Regions from separate parts of the Zea mays genome. Here region 1 is linked to region 2. Evidence: chromatin contacts called from public Hi-C data. All regions are on one chromosome and are shown on one strand. The core of a region is the stretch at or near the end of the contact, and the rest is flanking DNA. Distances in the headings are between cores, read along the strand shown. Region 1 has its middle 16 kb from the start of LOC111589247. Region 2 holds the start of LOC100283709 (growth inhibition and differentiation-related protein 88).

What was found. Hi-C and Micro-C count contacts between places; a contact is called where the count stands out from the background.
Region 1: a Hi-C map of leaf shows a contact between it and region 2, with 5 times the contacts expected there. The contact joins the enhancer-like site here to the promoter of LOC100283709 in region 2. A contact is called at or near these places in 2 of 25 Hi-C or Micro-C datasets (ear and leaf).

The regions. Positions count from the first base shown.
Region 1 is chr6:135,225,202-135,227,901 of Zm-B73-REFERENCE-NAM-5.0, forward strand. No RefSeq gene overlaps it. Among protein-coding and RNA genes, the nearest start is that of LOC111589247, 16 kb to the right of the region's middle. Within about 2 kb of position 1,285, at least 3 of the 20 cell types and tissues checked have an H3K27ac peak or open chromatin away from gene starts, as enhancers often do. A contact at or near this core is called in leaf, where this site is marked.
Region 2 is chr6:135,108,800-135,111,499 of Zm-B73-REFERENCE-NAM-5.0, forward strand. It overlaps LOC100283709 (growth inhibition and differentiation-related protein 88), which reads right to left and starts at 1,273. Exons shown (of 6, transcript NM_001156608.2): 1 at 813-1,273; 2 at 205-311; 3 at 1-105. The coding sequence starts at 1,078.

The sequences.
Region 1 (2,700 bases), core at 35-2,534, 120 kb after region 2:
TTTGAAGATGGACAGCGCGGTGCAACCGCTCTGGACCGCGTCCAAGCGACGGCTGCGCCGGAGCATGCCGAACACAGTGGTGCATGCGACCACGTAGTATTGCTTCCAGAGGTCGAACTGGCAGTCGCCAAGCTTCTTCTCGTCGTCGATGAGTGACGCCAACGCGAGCGCCTCCTGCCAGTGGTGTTTGTTCGAGGTTTCCAAGTAAGAAACATGGATTCATCTTTGGCGTTGGTTTATGAAAATGACTCACAAGTAAGATCCATAGAAAAATATTACGGAGAATAAATGGCACACATATAAAAAGAATTTAAGTTGAAAACATTATTCAAACAAAAGAAATTGCATGCAATGCTCTTCTTTAAATACTACTCGCTCAATCAAAAAATACAATTCAAGAATCTTGTTGATAATTATCTACTACTACACATTGTGTAAATGTAGCAGGTGGGCTTTGGGAGAGATGTAGTAGATATTTTTACTGTAACAAGTATTAACATAAATACACATGTGGTGTAGTGGTAGCTATGAGCACATTTGCTTGAGGGTCGCAGGTTCGAATCCCATTGGACCATTTGTGTTTTTTAAATTTAATTTTAGCTAGACGTGGGATGCACGTGGGAATGACAATGAGATTTGCGGGAGGGGGAATGACAGCCTACCGCCTTAATAATAGAGAAGAGATTTAAGAAAAGAAACATATTTTTGAGTTATGCATCAATCATTAAAATATAAAAAAAACTTAAAACGGTTAGTATTACGATGAACCTCACTTCGATTCCATCGATTTTTTTCTTGGAATTGGTTTGTGGTACAGAGGCATTTTAGTCATTGACATCACAAACCGCTTTTCTGCCTTTTTGTGATGGTGAATCAAAGAACCATTAACCATATTTAAAATGAAATTGAAAACAAATCGAAAAAGAAAAAAGAGTAGAATTCACAGGAGGAAGAGAATTGCGAAGGGAAAAATACATAGTTAACAACAACTAAGGGTGATAATGAATCATGATCTAAATATTTCTTTACAGTAAATTAGAACTTTCATAATTTTTAGTTTAAAAATACATAAAAATATAGATCAATTTTAATTCAATTCGATACATAAAAATATAGAATTTATTATCATTCCTACCAACACCATACTATATGCATATGCAAGGAGGAAGAGATAAAAGGGAATCTGAAAACAAGGCTGAAAATAATTGCTCCTATGGTACACGTACACCAAAAACAAAGCTTGGTATCATTTTTTTCGAGATTCTTCTTGTTTGGTTGAGATTGAGATGTCAAAAAAGCTGATGTTAACCGTGAAGTGTCAAAGAGGTGCTATAAGCTATGTGCTATGAAAAATTCTAACGATTTTTTTCATGGAATTGGTTTGTGGTACAAGGGGCATTTTAGTCATTCACATCACAATTCTAACGATTTTTTCATGGAATTGGTTTGTGGTACAAGGGGTATTTTAGTCATTCACATCACAAATCGATCTCGCTTTTCCGCCTTTTTGTCACGGTGGATCAAAAAACCATTGACCATGTTACAAATAAAATAAAATAAAACAAATGATCGAACTCTGAACATATGCATATCCACATTTACATTCGTTTGTATGCATCCGAACACCACCAGCACTGCTGGTGGCTACAAGAAAATTCTGCAAGCCACTGTAGTCTTACACGCAGGGTCTGCTTCTGCCGCACGTAGGACAAATATTTCTTTATAATTTGTTAGAGCTTTAAATCATTTCTAATTTAAAAATGAATAGAGTAGAGTTCGATCGTAATCTGATTCAATCCTAAATTTTATAGAACTCATTATCATCCCTAGCTGTACGTGAAGTCGGACACAGCCGCACACGAAGAGTGTCATCTGCACGAGCACACCTCGTCGCCGTCGCTGCTCGAGTCCATGCTCGTCACCTCCTTGGTGGGTTGCCAAAACCGGACGTCTCCATGGGCTTGGCGAGCCGCGCTCCCTCGTGCCTTTGTATTTGAGGAGCATGTCGTTTGATTGGTTAGCCACACTATCTCATCTGGATCACCGAATGCGTTGACTTTATTTAAGATTATATTTGATTGTCTGCATGTGGCAGGCATAGCTTGCATGAGTTGATGAAAACAAGTCATTTTGATGTTATTAGCCTGCATCTGCCCATACACTTAAAATTGTTGTATCCCACTGGTCAGGGCGGCGCCAGCCAGCGCGTCCAAACGCAGCCATCCAATCAGGCCGATGGCACGGCTGTTGTCGACGTCCATGCCTACACCCGTCGGATCCGGGGACGGGCGTCGCCGTGGGGGCACTGGCCTGGATGAGCAACACCGTTTCTTGCCAGCACCGACAGTCACGTATATGAGAAAGGAGAGAAAAAAGTACATGTATCAGACACTGCAGAGGTGACGCACTACTTAAAGAAGCTTTTTTATACTTAGCACTATGCCAACCACTACGGTATGGGCAACCTCTCACCAGGAGGGCTCGGATACGTGACTGAGCCCTCGGCCTCGGCCTCGGCTCTCAGCAGAAACCAAGCGAGTGCAAGTCAACAACAAGTACAAGACCATTTCTCAAGCCATACCATCTACCGGGGTACGATGACATCTCCTCGCAGTACGCGGCCAACTCCCGTCCTCCAGACAGCTCCCCTTGGGGCTATAAATAGGATAGTCCATGGCTTCAGGAGGACACGGGCAAAAA
Region 2 (2,700 bases), core at 23-2,522:
TGCTACTTTTTTCGGGGGAGCTGCAAGAAGATACTCTAGCTCCTTGCTCAAGAGAGCGCACTAGTGTGTCATCAAGGGCACCACTATCTGCAATAGCCTCCCAATCTGCAAGTATCAGAGGAGGAATGCACGATCTCAATTTCCTGTGAGCTGTGTCCACAAGTTCAATAGCACAAGCAAGCTATAAAAAGTTAAAAACAATACCATCCTCCTCATCTTCATTGCTTTTATTAGTATTAGCTGAGACTTCTGAGTCTTTTGAACCCGTTGCACACTCTTGTGATGGACATTTCTCTGACAGCTCCTGATCCCTTGAGAGCGTCATTTGGCACAAAACAAACATATAAGTAACTAATTAAGAACTAAGGAAAAGGCACCCAAGCAGGAGATTGTACATGAAGCCAATTACAATGGTTAATGAGGAAGTCGAAGTAGTACATAACTAGCTAGTGCCCCTGGTATTACTGTTTTAGATATATCAATTTTGCCACTGAATCTGTTGTTAGAAGTAGCAGCCATGAAGGCAAGCTACAATCTGAGCAACGCAGGGAAACTGTGTAACTACAGAGTACAGAGTCAAGTGGCAATTGCTAAAAATTAGGAGTAATCCAGGACTTAGGTGACCAATCATGCATCGAATTTCACATTATAATCTATATATTCCTATTTCTATGTATGAACAACCCAACGAAGGTAACTCTAATAATAGCCCAATAGAGCAATAACTAAGCAGTTGAAACATGAGGCCTGAGCGAAGGGCTTCCAACAACGAACTACAAGAGCAACAAGGACGACGAGGGGGGGAAACAAACCCTAGGGTCCCAGTCCCAGGGACCGTGGCGCGGGACCGAAGGGCGATGGCGCGGGCGCGGAGCTCGTCGGCTCGGAGGGTGTCTCCCCGGGAGGCGTGCAGGCCCGCGAGGTCGCCGAGCGCCGTGGCGAGGCGAAGGTCAGTGGCAGGGGGAGCAGCGGAGGTTGACAAATCGGAGACGACGGACTCAAGGAGGGCGATGGCGCCGTCGACGTCGCCGGCGTCGACCAGGTCGTCCACCTCTTCCGTCCAACGCGGCCCGTCCATGGCTGGTGCGGTTTGAGGGTCGCCGGAGCTGAGTCGGTCTTAGTCGGTAGTCGGACTAGGCTGAAGAAAGAATAAAGTGTATTTCGGTTGCAAGTCTATAAAATTTTAAAGTATGTCTGTAAAAGTTTTAATTGCTATCTGGGTCTCTCTTAGTTCAAACAAACGATTTATAGTTCGACTCTATTGACTAGAACTGGCACATCGACTCGCATGTCATCCTATATATCTCTTTTCTCCGTTATCTCACGTCCCCGCCGCCACCGTCTCTAAAGATGAAAACGGATTGGTAAAATTCTGTCCTAATTTGTACCGTTTTCTATATTTGATCTTACCATTTTTATGTTTAAAGAAAAATATATAAACATTATAAAAATGAAAGAGGGTTTATTCCATCCGTTATGGTATCCCGGCTTTTATTCAGATTAAACTCGTATTTATTCCGTATTTAATAAATATATGACGAGCCTAATATGCATTTATACTTTTAGGTGACAAATTATAGCACAAGTGACCGAACATTGTAACTATTGACTCTTTTCAATAAAAAGTGGTCTAAAGTCTTAAACAACATCAGTGTAGCTAAATATATACTATTAGCAAACAAACAACAATAGAATGTTGCCTCTGTATATTTATTTGTTTTGTGTTATTATCATACCATCAGCCACTAGTCAACCAATCAATACCATTTCTGTTTGTATTAAATTACGAGTTTCCGTTAGTATTTTTGTTTCCGTTTGTTTGCGCAATTCAGTTTATCTCGCTTCTGTTTTTGTTCGTGACTATTTTAGATCTGATTCTGTTTCTGATGATAAAATGCCTCGGTCCGTTTCTATCTGTTTTCATCTCTGTCAGTCTTGCGCTCTAGCTCCAGCTTATTCTCCTCCTCGAAGCTCCTAGACACCCTGACTCCAGCTTGTTCTCCTCCTTGGGGCTCCTGTCAGCGGCGGACTGACGTTATGGCGAGTGAGGGCACATGCCCCTACTCAAATTTCTGATTACAGTGGACTTCATATTTTAATTACTGTAGCTTTAAAAGGTTATTTGTTAGTAAGCCTCTATTTAGATTCCCACTCAATAGTTGATCCTCCACTTGGATTTTGGGCTAGGTCCACTCAGCAGCACCTGCATGTGAGTGCGTCATGCCCATACACGCGTCAGGTTCCGGACATGCCATGCATCTATGTGATGTCTCGCTAGGTAGCAAGAGGATAGCTCACATCCGAGCCTAGTCTTCCTCCGTTGCTGCTCAGCCATGGTGGTGTCGCTGGACCTCGCCGAGCATGGCACGCGCCCGGCCATGGTGGTGCACGACCATCTTCTGCAATCATGTGAAAGCAGACATTATTTTCCTTGCACTTATTTGCTCTGTTTTTTCTATTGCTATTTGCTGTTTTTTCTATTGCTATTTGCTCTGTTTTTATTATGTTGACCAATGGTCATGCAAATGATTCGGGTTATTCACCCAATTCACGATCAGACTTTCTACTTAATTGAGGAGCATAGGAGAAAGCTCAAGGAAGATTACGGTTAGTAACCTAGAGAGGATAAGCTGGAGGTTGGCATGTTATATTTTCAGTTATATGGTTTCTGTTTATGATGCGCTATCTGACATGACGGCT